Regions from separate parts of the Mus musculus genome. Here region 2 is linked to region 1. The links are chromatin contacts, called in public HiChIP or PLAC-seq maps. All regions are on one chromosome and are shown on one strand. Each heading gives the region's core, a stretch centred on a gene start, on an enhancer-like site or on the middle of the called end of the contact. The rest is flanking DNA. Distances are from core to core; before and after follow the strand shown. Region 1 has its middle 99 kb from the start of Gm40754. Region 2 overlaps Ppp1r12a (protein phosphatase 1, regulatory subunit 12A).

What was found. HiChIP or PLAC-seq counts read pairs in DNA pulled down with a chosen protein or histone mark.
Region 2: a contact with region 1 is called in a RAD21 HiChIP or PLAC-seq map of pro-B cells, with 2.6 times the contacts expected there. The contact joins two enhancer-like sites. A contact is called at or near these places in 1 of 39 promoter capture datasets (liver), 1 of 15 datasets of contacts at CTCF or cohesin (pro-B cells) and 2 of 484 Hi-C or Micro-C datasets (both in nephron progenitors).

The regions. Positions count from the first base shown.
Region 1 is chr10:108,058,637-108,064,400 of GRCm38.p6, reverse strand. No RefSeq gene overlaps it. Among named protein-coding and RNA genes, the nearest start is that of Gm40754, 99 kb to the left of the region's middle. Within about 2 kb of position 3,645, at least 5 of the 459 cell types and tissues checked have an H3K27ac peak or open chromatin away from gene starts, as enhancers often do. A contact at or near this core is called in pro-B cells, where this site is marked.
Region 2 is chr10:108,189,348-108,195,352 of GRCm38.p6, reverse strand. The region is part of intron 1 of Ppp1r12a (protein phosphatase 1, regulatory subunit 12A); the gene reads right to left. Among named protein-coding and RNA genes, the nearest start is that of Ppp1r12a, 30 kb to the right of the region's middle. Within about 2 kb of position 3,757, at least 120 of the 459 cell types and tissues checked have an H3K27ac peak or open chromatin away from gene starts, as enhancers often do. A contact at or near this core is called in pro-B cells, where this site is marked.

The sequences.
Region 1 (5,764 bases), core at 2,396-4,895:
ATGGTTTCAGTCCTTCGTTGTGTTGATGGGGCATATCACAGTGGTTGATTTGATTCTGTGGCATAGTCTTTATGCTTTTGAAAATGCCTTTTCAACCTCTGACCTGAGAGTGCACAGCGCTGAAAGACTTAACATGTAGTGTAGGTTTCTGTGGCTGCTGTATTTGTGCTATTTTTTTCCTTAGCAATATCACCATGGTTACTCTTTGAATCTAAGGTGTGCCAGAGACCTGGGATGCGGGAGGCTCCTGGGAGTCTATGAGGGTGACTCCAGTTGAGACTCCCAGCAGTGAGGGATACGAGCCTGAAGTGGTTACCTCCTGAAGCCAGGTAGGACTCCTAGTGGAGGAATAAGGACACCAACCCACCCACAAATCCTTAGACCTTCAACCCCAAACTTTGTAGTGCTTACAAGAATTTCAGGGACAAAGGAGGAGCAGAGGTTGAGGAAATGGCCAAACAAAGTAGCTATTTTAGCAATTATAAAAGTTTGCTCTTCACAGTGTGGAGTCTGGGAAGTCCAAGATCAAGGTTATGACTAGACTTGGTATCTGGTAAGAACCTGTTTCCTGATTGCCTTCTTGCTGTAAGATGGAGAGGATAAAACATTGGAGGTCTCATTTAAAATGTTTTTAATGTTTTGTTACCATATGGCAATTACGCTCAGCAATGGACTTCCTTGTGATGTTTTCATATGCAGTCATGGATTTCAGTCATGTTCACCCACCCGTTACCTACCTCCATGTTGCTCTCATTCCCACAAATCCACTTCCACTTCACAACACATTTTTTTTTTTTTTTGGTGAGCCAATGGCATTCATTAATAAGATCTCTCACAGAGCATGCATTTTAAAAGACTTTTTTATTTTTTATTTTTGATGTACACTACACTGGGGCTCTGCCCACAAATATACCTGTGCACCGTGCACATGCCAGGTGCCCGAGAACTCTAGATGAAGGTGTCAGCTCACCCTAGACTGGAGGTACAGATTGCTGCGAGCTGCCCTGGGGGTGGGGGTGGGGGGTGGACGGGGTGCTGGGACTTGAACCTCGGTCCTCTGGAAGAGCCGGTCCTTTGAATCACTGAGTCATCTCTCTAGCCTCACAGGAACATGAGTAGAAATTTGTTTACAGGAGCATGTGTGCCATATCAATAAATACTTCATAGAAGAAAATCTCTCCCCTCCCTCAGGGATGGTTGAGGTCCCATTAGCACCTCCCCTCCCATAACAGAATGCTGATGGGCCCAATCTTTTTATTTATCTGTTTTTACATATTCCCCTCTCCATCTCCCCAACTCCTTCTGTTACCGATTTCTATTCTCCCATCCCTTTGTGCCCACCCAAATTTGAGATTACTTTTCTCTCCCCTGCCTTGGAATCCAGTTTGTGTTGCTCAGCTATTCCTGGGAGCACTATCTGCTTTTGGATGTGGTCAACTCATCAAGGGGACACATCAGTCTACAACAGCCATCAAATGCCAACAGCTCTCCAGTTAGTGGTAGGATTTTGTTGCCACCTCTCCATCTCTAGGATGGGAATCGCCCCCCCCCCCCCCCCCCCCGGCTGGAGTTTGTTCGGGTCTTGCGCATGCTGTCATGGTAACTGGGAGTTCATGTGTCATTGTCCTGTTCTGTTTGGAAAACACGGTTTCCTTGATGTTATCAGGCACTTACAGCTCTGCAGTCTTTCCACCCCCTCTTCCGTATAGACCTCCGAGCCTTGAGGGAAGAGCCGTGATATGAACGTTCCATTAGAGCTGAGCACTCCACAGTCTTTTATTGTCCTCTGTGATGGACACAATCTTACGGAGATCTCATGCAGGTAATTACAGATGCTGGGAGTTCAAGAGTGCAACAGCCATGCGGTGCCTGCAAGTCACTGTCCTGTATGTGGGCGACCACCTTCCTCTGGCTTTTGTAGAGTCTCCACCCTTTCCTCTGTGATGTTTCCAGAGCCTTGGGAGGGGTTTTGTAGACGTGTTGCTTATGTCTGGGCCTTCAGCAGTCATTTATTCCCTGTGCTTTGACCAATTATCAGTCTCTACAATCATCACTGATCATCATTTAAGCTTCTCTGATCAAAGCTGACAGCCATGCTAATTAAGGACCATAAATATAGTTATTTAGAAGGCCGTTTGACAGACACAGCATGTCTATTTAGCAATACAGCAGCAGGGGCTCTGTCACCCAGGGCCTAGGACATTCTCAGCCACTGGCTTCCGACCAGGTTTAGAGTACCAATTGTGAATGTCCTCCTGTGGGATAGGCATCAAATACAACTGGGAAGTGGCCTGTTAGCCCTGGAACAGACTCGGCATGGTTTCGGCAGGAGGCTCATCTTTCCTGAATGACTGGTAGAGCTGGGCACAGTTCTCCCTCAGAAGCCTGCACAGTGAGAGCTAGCCAGCTGGGATGAAGCCTCCAGTCCAGTCCCAGCTTGGTTTCTCTGAGTCTTACAATCAGAGCATGTGGCGAGCTCAGCAATAAGGTCTGACCAACTGTCCTGGAAAACAACCAACCGCAGGAGCAATGCAACTGTATCATTTGTGTGTGTGTGTGTGTGTGTGTGTGTGTGTGTGTGTGTGTGTGTCTGTGTGTGCTCAGATGACTCCTCTGCCAATGGCTTGTAGGGTGTAACCCAGTCCTAGCCCTGAGGTTTCCACTCAGTGAAGCATGGCTTCTGGGAGCAGCTTTATTTACCCAGAAGGACATATCACTTCAGTCTTTATTATTATTATTATTATTATTATTATTTAGATTACAATGCACCAGAATACTGTATGCCATTTTCACTGCTCATTAGTTTTAGTTGCTCCACTACTCATTCCTTCTCTTCTTCATCTCTCTGCTTCCCTCTTTGCTTAATCCTTCCTATTCCATGTATTCTTTCTTCCAGTTAACGCCCTGCTTTAAGAATCCCCCTTTCCCCCACAGTCCCCTACTTACTCTTCTAGGCTTTACTTGCTGATTCTAACATAGATGCACATAAAGAAAAGTTAGGAGGTAACATATTCAAATGTATATGTCTGTTTTATCTTGGGTTACATAATTAATATATTTCAATCTAATAATTTCCTGCAAATTTACATATACTTTTATAAAAAAGGGATATGTATTTATATACAATATATATAAATTTAATATATACATATATATACTTAATTTTCATTATTCACTTTCTTTTCTTGCTATTGTGAAGAGAGAGGCAATAAACATGCGTGTACAAGCACCTCTGTGGTTTCATATAGTCCTTACAAATATTATAGTATATAATTATCATAAAAACCATTTAAGACAAATGGCATTTATTTTCTAGTTTTCTAGATTTGTATGACAAGCCACAAGCTGGTTTAGAGGCAAAAACAAGTGCACCAAAATAAGATTATATGGACTAAACAGATTGTATTTATGTCTTTAGGAACACACATGCGTATATATAACGGCCCTTGGCAAATAAGCACACTATGAATTTTAAAAAGAGCAAGGAGGAATAAATGGGAGGTCTTGGAGGGAGGAAGGGGAAATGATGTAATTATAACCTCAAAAAATGAAAAGAATAAAGAAAGAAACTGGCAGAACTAGAGTAGGAACCATCGAAGCCTATGATCTTAACAACTTTGTCAGGCACATTGCTGTGCCGTCATCCTGTCAGTAGAGGGGTGTCTCTATGAGGCAGATCATTGAACTGTAATTTTCTATATTTAGATTTCCTCTATACAACAGACATGTGTTGAAAATGTCAAGGAAAGCACAGAATTATTTTGCCTGCTCTGGTATGTTCCCACCACCATTCCTGTGTTGGCTTCCTCACCCCAATGGTAGTGGTCCAGCTGCGAGGCTTCTGCTGGTTCCAAGTGCAGAGCACTCGTGGATGATGTCAGGACTTTTATGAAAGAGACCTCAGGCATATGCCCCACGGACTCTATGTCTTTGCACCCCATTTTCAGAGTGCTTTAGACTAAGTGGATTTCATTAAATTCATTTCAGAACCAGTATATTTAATTACAGTATTTTTACTATGTCCTTTCTCATGCACTTTCTAAGGAGAGCATTCTGAGCAGTCTTTAACTTGGCCACATTCCATTTTCTCTATTATCCTATAAATCATATCCTACGGCTCTCCTATTTTATTTCCTTCTGTCACTTCACATAACATCATGTCTTTAAATTAAATTAAATATATATGAGAATATTTTCTATGTTATGTTTTCCAGTGAATTATTATTGAGGCTTAGGAATATATGTCACTTTTTATATACCGTTTTTTAATCCTCAAGTCTTTGGATTCTTAAAATTCTGGTAGATGAATATAGTGATTCTTGAGTCTTCTGACTTGACAGCTTTAACTTCTACAAAAACTGTCAGTGTTTCTAATATTTATAGCAAAAATTATTGACTTGAATTCATTCACATTACACTGAAAATTCCAACAGGAAGCAGTTGTGGCCATCGTTGTCTTTCTGGTTGTCAGTTAAAGAAATGATTTCTCAAATTCACCACTGAGTCACTTTATAAAGTGACAACTTTATCCATAGATGACATGACTACTTGGAGACACTGCTGCTGTTGCTCAGGCAAGCTCTCAGACTGATTGGCTCCAGAGATTCCCCTTCTGTCGCCCGAGCATCAGGACTATGCTGCCTATGTCTGTGAGGCAGTGCTCTGAAGGGTTAAGGCCTAGGAGTAGGCCAGTCTGTCTTGCTTTCAACCCTAGCTCTGTCACTCACACTGTGTTACACGAGGCAAATAATCTCTCCCTCAGTTTCCTCATTTTTAATAAGGGATGACAGCACTTACATAATGGGCTTTTAGCAGAAATATTGAGTCAATGCATACAAAATCCTAAAAACACAAAAAACCAACAATCAACCAACCAACCAAAAAGCCAAACAGGTATGCTACATGCATGCTATGAGTTCTTTTTATTGTAAAAAAACTGATACACAAACATTAAATTTCTTCTGAAATATCTCATTTTAATCAACATTGCAATATTATGATATTATGTTATGTTATAAACATAATCACATTATAGCCTTTAAATTCTTTTTTTTTAATTAGTTATTTTGCTTATTCATTTTACAATCCTGATTCCAGGCTTCCTCCTTCTTCACCTCCCAGTCCCACCTTCACATCCTCCCCTCCTCAGAAAAGGGGAGGCCCCCATGGGTAGCATCTCTCTTTGGAACATCAAGTCACAGGAGGACTAGGCACGTTCTCTCCCACTGATGCCAGCCAGACAAAGCAGCCCAGGTAGGGGAAAGGGATCCAAAGGCAGGTAACAAAGTCAGAGTCAGTCCCTGCTTCAATTGTTAGGGAACCCACATGAAGACCAAGCTACACATCTGCTACTACGTGTAGGGGGCCTAGTTCCAGCCCGTGCATGCTCTTTGGTTAGTGATTCAGTCCCTGTGAGTTTCCATGGGCCCAGGTTAGTTGACTCTATAGGTCTTCTTGTGCTGTCTTTGACCCTCCAGCTCCATTAAGTCTTCCTCCCCCTCTTCCTATGACTCTCTAAGACTCTGCCTAATGTTTGACTGTGAATATCTGTATCTGTTTCTCTCAGCTACTGGATGAAGCCTATCAGAAGACAGTTATGCTAGATTCCTGTCTGCAAGCATAGCAGGGATCATTAATTGTGCCATGTTCCTCTTCCGTGGGATGGGTCTCAAGTTGGGCCAGATATCGGTTGGTCATTCCCTCAATATCTGCTCTAGCTTTATCACTAAACATCTTTTAGGCAGTACAAATTTTGAGTCTAAAG
Region 2 (6,005 bases), core at 2,508-5,007, 130 kb before region 1:
GTAGCTGTCCTCAGACACTCCAGAAGAGGGAGTCAGATCTCGTTACGGATGGTTGTGAGCCACCATGTGGTTGCTGGGATTTGAACTCCTGACCTTTGGAAGAGCAGTCGGGTGCTCTTACCCACTGAGCCATCTCACCAGCCCAAATGTCTGCTTTTTAATAGGACCTTTTCTGGTCTCCATTTAAAAGTAGCAAATTCCTGCCCTACCATTTTACTCAACGCCATTTATTCCAGGGGACGTGGCTCAGCTGGTGAAGGGCTGCCCGGCTGCACCAGCATGTGAGCCTGAGCTTGCGTCCTTACTCCTGTGAGAAGCCAGCACACAGGTATGCACCTGGACCACACTAGCCAGCAAGTGGAGGCAGGAAGATCCGGGGACTGAGAACAATGGGCAGCTCACCGAGATCTTGTCTTAAGGAAGGAGCAACAGAGAAGACAGACAGACGGCACCAGACCTCAACCTCTGACTTCAACACACACCTACAGCCATCGTCCACAGTCATATGGGCACTGTATCTTAATACTTCAAGTCAAAGGATGAGGCTGACATTTACATAGCACTAAAGTTCCCAATCATGTTAAAATTCATATATATCCACGACTCCCTTCTCTGTTTTATATATAATACTTCAGAATATATTCTGAACACAAGAGACCATAAATATTTTGTAGCAGTTATTATTAATTTAAACTTGTAGAGGTTTTTGTTTTGTTTTATGGGCACTGGTTAAAGGTAGCAAAATTATAAATTTGAGGGCCACAGCTATGTAAAATATAGGACACAGCTATTAAAATAAAGAAGTGATAGAAAACTTTATCATGCTAGGAAGTACTTTACAGAATGCTATTTGAAAAGAACTAATGACCCATGTTGACTTACTGGAGATATTCTAACATAATATTCAAATTCCTAAAAAATCTTCACTTTTTCAAACTTTGTTAATTTCCATTCTGATTATCACCAATACCAAATATGAATCCACTTAACAAATGTTTATAATACAAACACAATTATGGTTTTACAAATAAATCAATCAAATAAGAAATAGCTCTTTATAAAAGGATACACTATACTCCTTCAGTGACAATGGCTCAATTTAACAGTGCCGAGAAGCACAAGGAAAATACAGAGCTTTAAAGCAGGCATGTCACACACAATCCCATCAGCATCTCAGATGATCACCAGGAACAGCATAAAGACGAGAGGCTCTCTCTATCTCTACCTCTCTTCATGCTTTCATTCATTTCATTCTAGACAGCAGCAGCAAATAACAAGGGTGCAACTAAATTAAGAAAATTTAATTTACTTTAAAAAAGACAAAAGAAAAAGGAAGCAGGTCTCACTTTGTAGCCTGGTAGGTCTGAAACTTCCTATGTGGACCAAGCAGGCCTGACTAAACTCAGGGGCCCACATACCTTAAATGCTGGAATTAAAGGCTTATGTTGAAACCCTGAATAAAAAACTAAACAAAACTAAACTAAACTAAACAAAAACTATAAAGGTTAATGACAAGACTACAGGGCAAGAAAAGCCACTCATGGGGATGAAAATTAGAGTTTCACGGTGCAGATTGAAGGGGAATATGATTAATTCTGAGTATATGAGCTCAGATATCTGGACACCTATCTAGCTTGCAAACTTTTAGGTTTGGCAATAAAAATGAGCTAAAAATAACAGATAGGAAATTACCTAAACTGAGGTAATTCTTTAAAATAATGGAATAATTTAAAATTTAAAATAATAAAACAAATGATTTAGTCTTAATTAAAATAAATGAACAAACAATTAAAATAATGGAACTTGAAATAATTGAAGAAAAAAGTAATCAAAAAACCATAAGCAGAGGAGAGACTAAACTACAATCAGCATATTCAACTTATAATAAAGACATCTGTCATGTTTTATTCAGTTAGTAAAGCAAAATATTTTAAAAATAAACATAAAGAACTTGTAAATGAACACCTATCACACACTAAAATTAACCTGAACTAAAATCTAAATGTCTCAATAAACTTCTCTACAATTAGAGAAGCCATTTGGGACAGAATCTCATTTTCCTACAGGAGAGACCATACAGCTGAGTTTAAAGTAAAACTAACTGGGTAACATCCTTGTATGTAACAATTATCTGAGGCAGATACCGCAAAGGTACAGTTAACACTTTTTTATAAATTTTTTTTTTGGTGAAAAAGATTTATTTTCAAAGTTTCTCCATTTAATGAAGGCTACTTAAAAAAAACACTACCACACAGGAAATATCTATTCTACAATAAATGAAGCTCTGACATTTTAAAACATGTGTATGTTTAACTCAATACAATATAAAAAATAGCAGCATAAATATATAAAGTAATTAAGGCTAAAAATCTGTTTATCCTTTTATTCTATTCATAAGTTAAAATGTTTTAACATGAAGTAATGCTAAAAGCATTATCACAAACTTGTATTATATCTGCATTTCAAATTCAGGGTGTAAATTGTTCAAAGTGTTGCCCTGAGCATTTAAAAACTACACATAAGAAACTGCCAAGGCATTCTCATAAAAATATTGTTGCTAGAAGAACCAAGAGCTAACACATGCAGCACATTAAGAGACACATGACTTGCAGACTTAAAATATTTTACTAAATTTGGTCAGTTATTGAGCCATACAAGGTAAGAAACAGAATGAATCAAATATATTTCCAAAATCTTAATAGACATGGCTTAAGTTTTTACTGACTGCACACCCAGTGAGTGTAATTACCAACAGTGAGTGGCTATGGAGACATCACCACCCTTTTAATTCCAGAGCCAGGCAGTGCAACAAACTCACGTACCTGTGATTTCTGCACTCACTGTCTTACACGTGTGCATGGGAGAAGTTGGAAAGTTTGAAAGCAGAGTTACATAAAGAGGCTACAGAAAAAGGTCAAAGCTCTAAAGACAAATTTTGTATTGAACCTGTTTAACTTTGATAATCACTAAATTGTATTGCTAAAATAGGTCAAAACCAATGTGTTTAGCAACCACATAGTTTAATGAGGTAAAAATCACAATTACAAAAACAACAGTATTTGAAATAAACTCTAATACTGTTAAATTCCTTTTTACTATATACTAAGATATTAAATCCTCCCGTTAAAATTTTCATTTTTTATATTTAAATTCAATAAAACCATTTCCATCTTTAAATTATAAAATGATATTAAGAGTGGAAAATTGCCAAATTTCTTTTAGTACCACTAAAAGAATGATTTCTAAGGGGATGGGGAGGTTTTAAGTGGTATATTAAGAGCACCTTAGAGATTCCAAACCTCCTTCAAACAGACTCCTATAAGTTTAGTCATGCAAATTATGAGGGAAAAAGCAAAGCAACTGGAAAATAGTAGTTGCATATGAACGTAATTATAGCAATTTAGCATTAAAATTTAATTACCAGCAATAATTAAAATGCTTATGCCTAATCATTAGTACCAGTTAGTGGCATGTAAAAAGACAATGTGAAAACAAAAACTCTGTATGAGTCTTATAAAGAACAAAGCCCTACTGATAGAAACAGCAGTCTGGGGGTATGCTAGGAACCAGTCCATATACCCGTGTGACACACAGTCTGTTTCAAGAGGAACTGAAATGTCATTGTCCAAGTCACGGTTTCACTCTATTTTAAAGTACAGTGAGACATTTCAAAAGAGGAACTGTGAGTTAGCCAACAAGGTCTCCAAGCAGTGTTCTTATGTTAGCACTAAGCACCCGTGGTCTTCCACCGAGGATTGACAAATGAGCCAGCGTGGGAATCTAGAGAGGCCATCGCTACATCTAACTATGAAGGCAAGGGGAGCTCTGCACTGCTGAAAGCTTAAGGTTCCTCAGCTTCTCTCTGTCCAGCCCTTTAGGAGGTGCATGGAATAAAAACCCTGCCCTTTAAAGGCCAGACAGCCAAACGATACAATGATCAGGACAGTAAGTCCCAAACAGCCACCAGAACGATGAAGTCAAAAGAAACGCCTTGTTCAGAAAAGGGAAAGTTCAGCTTACATCCCCTAGAAACCACCGGAGTGCCTGTCAAAGACAAGACACTATAGATGTGTTAGTGGAAGGAACCAGAGACGGCAAATACAGACTATTTAAAAAACAAACAAACTGATAAGAACGTTTTACAAAGCAAAACCCAAGTTTCTATGAAAAAAGTAATTTAGGCACTGCTCAAACATTCACTCAGTACTATCTGAATAAGAATACCTCAACACTGGAAGCAACAAATATCCAAAGATTAAAACATGTTCAAATCCAACTTAGTTTTCTTCCCTTTATTGATAAGGATGTAGAAAGCTGGAGTTGAAGCTAAATTTTCAGAGGATAGGTAACTTTCATTTCCAGAATTAGTAAGGAAACACCATTTCTTCAGAAACTTAAAATTCTTAGAACTATGAAATGAATCAAATTTCAGAATTATTCTCTCACTAATAAATTTTCTAATTTTGCACTCTGTACAAGTCAAAGCATGCATTTTGTAGAGCTGAAGACTAGCACTAGAGGGCACATTCTCCTTGTTTTCCTTACTGCTTAGAGGAAGGTCCACAAGTACATAATAAACACAAGAAGTGAATCACACTAAAACACTAACCTCCTTAATAAGTAGGTACTAAAGACCTAGTGTGTAAATATGTACATAAAATTATGTTCAGTACTATCTGAAAATCTCAAACATGTTGTTTTACTATAGCTTCATATATTCACAAAACCTACTATGCAATTTATGAGAAATAACAGACACGTCAGTATGTGATTAGAGCTGTGTTAAAGCAAACTGATGGTACAGAACAAATCTTACCCCAGGTCTCAGTACTACTGGACTGTGCAGAAGGCAGGAAGCAAACACAAGTAGCCATTTCTTTGATGAAACTGATTTTAGTATTCACGATTACAAACTCAGCTACAAGAATTTACTAAGTCAACTTACCAATGAGAAAACAACATTAGTTTCAGGGGAGGAAATAAAAGTGTCTACCATTTTATTCTCAAGCAATCAAAAGAAAAAATAAAACAGGCTACAGAAAAATATGCAGTCTAGTGACACAAGTCCTATCAAGGCCAAGGTGGAACTACAGAGCGTGTTCTAGACCAGGGTGAGTAAGCTTTAAAAGCCTGTCTCAGAAAGAGAACCGAGAATACAACTCAGTGGTAGAATGAACACTTGGCCTCGCATTCATTAAGCCCTGGTTTCAGTTCTTAACATAGCCAAAATTATGCATTGAGATTCAATTCTAGGCATAGATTTGACAAATGAACATAAGTCTGAATACATACCAAATGATTAACTAACAAACATCTTTAAATCACTGAACTGTTTTCAAAAATGTCTTCTGTTTACTGAGAACATAAAAGTTCTTATAGCTTTCAAAACATGTAAATCATAGATCTTTAATCATCTAATAGCTTCTAAATGCTCTTCAATGTTCAGCAGACCATAGGAAGCACAGTTTCCCCCCAATTCAACAGTTATCAAGTGTCCACTGTGGCCACAGTGTTGCCTGCTAGGAATCCAATGGTGAAGAACACAAGCTAGATTTCTGAACTCAGGAAGAAACAAATGCAAAATAAAAAGAGCTACTGTAAATTATATGGACTAAAATATTAACCTAGATTTAGGGGCACAAGGTGAGGGTGAAACAAAATCTTTCACAATGGTCCCAGCATTTCCACCTTAAGGACTTCTTAAATCTATTAAAAAAAAAAAAAACTCACTGGATTTATAAACTCCGATACCTGTGGTAACTGATTGAGAGGAACAGATGAGATGACAAGGCATAAACAGCATATTTAAAACATACTCAGTCAAGATTGTATCACAGTCCACTGAACATCTTCAAAATAGAAACACGTAAGAACAGGGGCTGGAGGGATGACTCAGGGGTTAGGAGCACTGACTGCTATTCCAGAGGACCCAAGTTTGATACCAGAACTTACATGGCAGCTGGCAACTGGCTGCCATTAGAGTTCTAGGACCCCTTTAGGCACTA